Regions from separate parts of the Mus musculus genome. Here region 2 is linked to region 1. A link is a contact called in public HiChIP or PLAC-seq data. All regions are on one chromosome and are shown on one strand. Each heading gives the region's core, a stretch centred on a gene start, on an enhancer-like site or on the middle of the called end of the contact. The rest is flanking DNA. Distances are from core to core; before and after follow the strand shown.

The links. HiChIP or PLAC-seq counts read pairs in DNA pulled down with a chosen protein or histone mark.
Region 2: a contact with region 1 is called in an H3K4me3 HiChIP or PLAC-seq map of bone marrow-derived macrophages, with 7 times the contacts expected there. The contact joins the promoter of Btg1 here to the enhancer-like site in region 1. A contact is called at or near these places in 11 of 39 promoter capture datasets (the 3T3-L1 cell line, 3T3-L1-derived adipocytes, the C10 cell line and 7 more), 7 of 484 Hi-C or Micro-C datasets (CD8 T cells, bone marrow-derived dendritic cells, bone marrow-derived macrophages and 4 more), 27 of 115 datasets of contacts at active chromatin or transcription factors (the 230-238 cell line, CD8 T cells, the NIH/3T3 cell line and 19 more) and 3 of 9 other capture datasets (embryonic stem cells, liver and macrophages).

Annotation. Positions count from the first base shown.
Region 1 is chr10:96,279,097-96,281,811 of GRCm38.p6, forward strand. No RefSeq gene overlaps it. Among named protein-coding and RNA genes, the nearest start is that of Gm40747, 22 kb to the left of the region's middle. Within about 2 kb of position 1,310, at least 13 of the 459 cell types and tissues checked have an H3K27ac peak or open chromatin away from gene starts, as enhancers often do. A contact at or near this core is called in bone marrow-derived dendritic cells, bone marrow-derived macrophages and macrophages, where this site is marked.
Region 2 is chr10:96,615,663-96,618,377 of GRCm38.p6, forward strand. It overlaps Btg1 (BTG anti-proliferation factor 1), which reads left to right and starts at 1,339. Exons shown (of 2, transcript NM_007569.2): 1 at 1,339-1,810; 2 at 2,614-2,715. The coding sequence starts at 1,663.

The sequences.
Region 1 (2,715 bases), core at 60-2,559:
AATCAGTGTCAGGGGCCATTGGACAGGATGATGAACAAGCCAATCTATCATGATGCCTGGAACCTTGGGTTGCCAAAGGCATCATCCATAAACCTCCCTTTGCCATAACCCTGATGTGACATGGATGTGCCATTTCCACCTTGCAGAATTGGATTGTGGTTGGGGAATTCTGACTGCTGATTTTTCTCTCCTTTCACCCACGCACTACACAAGCAGAAAGTTCCTTTTTTTTTTTTTTTTCAGTTTCCTTACTCTTTGTACTAACACCACTTATCTGGTCTGATGGAACTAATTACCAATCTTTTGGTTCCACATACTCTGGGCTTTGAGTTATACAAAGTCAGTGCATGGATTCTGTACCATGTGCATATAGGTCTGTGTCCATAGCTGGAAAAAAAAAAGCATACTAGCTTTGTTGTTTTGTTTTTGTTGTCACTGTGATAGAACACCCAAGAGAAACATGTTACAAAGAAGATAGGTTTACTTCCACTCACAGGTTCAGAGGTTTTAGACTAGATAGTTGGTTCCTTTGTTTCTGGGGCATCATGAGGCCCAGATGGGAACATCACCACAAAAGGATATGGAACAGAAAGTTGTCAACCTTGTGGTATCCAGGAAATAGAGGAAAAGGGGACAGAGGGGGTTCCTAGGACAGAAGTTACTCCCCAAGAACATGCCCCAAATCTTTTGGACATTTCCCCCCACCTTCAATTAGCTGCTTCTGCAAATGTCTTCAGCATCATGGTTAGAAATATGCTTTATTAAGATACAGTTCTCAATTCAGCCCATTTTGAAATCAACACTAGCACATATAGAGTCTGCTACATTCCAGTGACCATTCTTCCTATCTTCCTCAGTAACAGAACACTGAACATGATGGGGCTGGAAGATTGCATGTCGAAGACTCCTTTGCAGGTTGGTAGAGCCATATGCGTACCCAGCTACTCAGAGAGGTAAACAGAGATAATGGAAGTAGAAAACAAGAGGGTTGAAGCTTCTAGTTGCTCTTTTCCCCTGATGCTTGAAGTACTTGTATGTAAGGAGTCTCTTTGCCAGTTGAAATGGCTTTGCCAACAGAGGTCACATACGATCTAAGTGGAAGTCATCCTGGGTGGCCCTGAATGAGTGACTCTTACCCTGGACTGCTCCCTTGGAAAGTCTTTAATCCAAGAAAATAAAACCTTGGATATTTCAGCCTCCGAGTGTGATCTGTTTCCAACTAAGCTCAGTTATTTGCAGTGTACATTGACAGAAATGAAGTGCGATTGTGATGAAATACATCTAACGCAACAGGAACAGCCAGAACAAGGAATTGGAACCCACCGGAAACAGCTTAGTCAAATTATGTCTGCTGTGATTTCTGCTTGCCTCCTTCTTTGTAGGCCTGTGTTTATGTCATCATCTTCCTGCTCCTTCTCCTCTTCCTCCGCCCCCTGCATCCTTTTTGTTTTTCAACATCCCTGTTCCTGTGGATTGTTCCCAGTCTCTGCTGAGCATTTGGAATGCTGTGGTCAGAGCCCTTGATCAGGAACATCACCTTGTTCCAACACCCTTACTGTTCTGCTGTCTCAGGCATTAAGACTGAGGGAATTAAGAAGGAGCCAGCTGTCTACTCTCGATTCAACCAGGTCAGGAGAGAAGATGGGGTCTGAGCTAAAATGCAAGTAATTGAGTCTTAGATGTAACTCTACTTCTGGAAATAATTCTACTGGCAAAAAGTTAAGAAAGAAAATGCATTTTCCTCAAGGAAACTCTCCTGCATTCTTTCTTATGGTTTCCAAGGTAGGTCTTGATTTCATAAAGCTCTTTTCTATATCTCTAATTAGAATGCATGCGGGTGTAGTGTATCTGCCAGAGTATGGGAAGTCTACCAGCAGCCACACCCCTTTAAAAATGATTCTCCCCTCTCAAACAGCTATCAGCTGCTAATAACTCCTCAGCCAGGGTCATGGTCTCATGAGCCCCTCACCTACCCATACTAGAATGCTGAGCAGCTTGAACTTGTATAGGTTTTGCCGATAATCATAGCTGCTTTGGAATTCGGGAATGCAATGGCCATGTCATATCCAGAATATTGCATTTCACACTTGTTTTCCCCATCATCCCTCAGCCTGTGCATTCTTCCCATCCCCAACTCTTTCTCAATGTTCCCTGAGAGGGAGGTGACTCAGACAATGGTCCCATTTAAGGCTGAGAATGCACCGGTTATTTAGTCTCAGCATTTTGACCAGTTATGAATCTGTATTGATGGCGGCCCAGTGCTGATAGAGGTTTCTCTGACCAAGGCTGAAAGAAGCACGCAGATTTGTGGGTACAAACATAAATAGTTAGAAGGCAGTTTGACAGGGCCATTTAGAAACAGTACTCAATTTCCCTAAGGTTTATGAACCAACCCCCTCAGAGCTATGGAGTTTAGCCAGGTTTACAATACTAGGCATATGTCCCTTGCTGTGGAGCAAATCCAATCAGAAAGGGACGGTTACCCCCATAATAGCCAATCCACTCTTGTACCAGTAGACATTTTGCCTGGAAGGTTGGTATTGGGCCTGCAGGGTCTGCTACTAAAGTCCATTGGTGACTTTTCTCTCTCAGGAGCCTACACTAATTTGTTTTATTGCTCCCTACTATTGTAAAATCTAGACCTTGAATGATAAAGGATAACACTAAACCCTGTGGAAAGTACTATCCTTATAAATCATGTATATACGATTGAGA
Region 2 (2,715 bases), core at 89-2,588, 340 kb after region 1:
TATCTGACAATTCACACACACACACACACACACACGCACACGCACACGCACACGCACACGCACACACACACATGCACAAAGATGTTATTTTTTGATTCAGTTTATTATAAAAAAAAACTTGATACTTTCTGAAGTGCTTTCTAACATTATCTTTAGATAATATGTGGGTACTTAAGTATTGTATATTAATGATAAATGATGTATAGGTCACCTTTTCAAATTAATTTCAGAACCAATTATCCTCTTGTTTCTCCTCTAGCTCCATACACACACACACACACACACACACACACACACACACACACACATATATATATTTTAAAGTGGTGTGTATTGCATCTGATGACCAACTAAACTCTAAATATTTATTTCCATCTGGTAGAGTTCAACTTCTGCCTCTTGTTTGCTTTCTTCTTCCTGCCTGGACTTCATTGTTTTCTCTCCCTTCTCCTACTTTAAGAGAGTTGGGTTAACCCTATTTTGGGTCTAATAGTTTTAGCAGGCTCATGCTTTCCTTTTTTTCTAGGCTGTTTACAACCGTCTTTGCCAGTAAATATGGGTGTCTATGCTTAACACTCTCGACAAGCTTAAAGTTTTATCTTATGTGTCAACAGCAGCACAACTCTAAAGTTCTGACATCACTTGAACTAGAAAAACGAATTTGTTGTGCCTTTCTAAAATACATATGCAGATTTTTATGAGTTTCAAGGCTCATCTTCTCCCCCCCCCCAGCCCCCCGGGGTTCTGCAAACCCTAGGGGCAATGGCTTGGATTAAGCCGCAGGATAGCTCCAGGGAGCGAGTCCTTCCTTCCATTCCCTAGCGGAGCCTTAGTCTCCGCCACCGCACGCTCCTCCCGCCAGGGCTGCCAGCCAAGCCGGCTGGAACTGGGCTCAGATGTAAACATGGGGTACGCAAAGGACTGGGGCTGCGGAGACCGAACCTCAGTCCTGAGGTTCCAGCCACACCGCAGTAAGTGAGGAACCCGGAGCCCGCTCGGGGACTGGAGGGTCCCCGCTGGCCCGAACCGGGGGCGGAGCTAGCTCGGGGGCGGAGCTTTCACACGCGCCTCCTTGGCTTCTTTCTCCGCCCTCCACCGCTCCGGAGTCTCAGGCTGCCACTCGGGGGGTTTATTTGTTTACAAGCAGATTACGTCAGCTCCTCCCTCTCATCCCGGCCTCTGGGCACGCCCCCTGGCGGCCTTTCTCCCGCCCCCTCCAGCCCCGAATCTGCCTGCGTCACAATGGTGCGATCTCCGGATTGGCTGGCGTCCGCCCTCACGCCCCGGGTACGCCACTTCCTTTCCGCAGCCCTATAAAATGAGCTGCACGGCGGCGGCAGCTCTTCGCCCCTCGGAGCTGGAAATGCAACTCTCGGGATCCTCGGAGGCTACCGAGCTGGAGGCGGAGGCGGCTGGGGAGGTCCGAGCGATGTGACCAGGCCGCCATCGCTCGTCTCTCTCTGTCTCTCCTGCCGCCTCCTGGCTTGAAAATAACTTTTTTACTCTAAAGGAAAGAAAAAAAATCCCCTAGAACCAGTAGCCGTCCGCGCCTCGCGCCCTCGCTTCCTCTCGGCCGTCGGGTCTGGGCGAGAGCCCGGGGTGGCCGCTTCGCCGTCGGGGCCGAGCCCCGGCCGCCCCGGGCCACCCCCGGCCGCCGCCCCCATGCATCCCTTCTACACCCGGGCCGCCACCATGATAGGCGAGATCGCCGCCGCGGTGTCCTTCATCTCCAAGTTCCTCCGCACCAAGGGGCTCACGAGCGAGCGACAGCTGCAGACTTTCAGCCAGAGCCTGCAGGAGCTGCTGGCAGGTGAGCGGGGCGCGGGGACCGTCGCGGGTCGCCACTAACGGGCGCGTCCCGGTCGTGGCTGGGGGAGGGGGGGGGAGCTGGGCGGCGGGGCGCCGCGACACGCACAACAAAGGATCCGAAGCGGGGCGACGCGGAGCTGCGCCCCGACGGCTACCGGCCGGTCGCGGGGGACAAAAGACCCAGGGCCCGGAGTCCCGTCGGTCTCCTCTGCCGGGTCGCCGCGACCGTTGCGAGAGTCTGCGGCTGAGCCCCTGGGTGGCTTGTCGCCTCTGTGTTTCGGAGCCGGCCCGGGACGGACGTGCCAGGTCTCCGCACCTCCTGTGCCTCTTGCCCATTAATCATCGGATTTGTCACCGGTACAATTACAACCCAACCCAGATCTTGGTTTAAGGTTTCTTGGGTTTTCTTCCCTTTGGGGTTAACTGGCCATAGTGGCGTTGTCTTGCCCCCACCCCCCACCAGTTCCATAAAGTCTATTGTATGGGACCCCGTTGGGGTGGAGAAAGTAAACAGGTTCCCGCCCGCTTGCCTGTGCCATCCAGCTAGTTGGCCATCCAGGGCTGCGCGCGGGATTCCTGTTTTGGCGGCTCAACCGGTCAGTACCCGGACAGTGTTTGCCACAGTGTCTTTGCTTTCTCTATTCTGTCTCACGACAGCGAATTCGGTCCCGGACATTTGTGAAAGTTGGTGGTTTTCATTTTCGCTTCGCTAAGAAGCTAGCAGCAGGAGGAGGAAAGTACGCTACGGTACGGCTGCGTTGACTACCGTCCTGAGCATTGTTTCTCTGTTCTTTTCTTCCACAGAACATTACAAACATCACTGGTTCCCAGAAAAGCCGTGCAAGGGATCAGGTTACCGTTGTATTCGCATCAACCATAAGATGGATCCTCTGATTGGACAGGCAG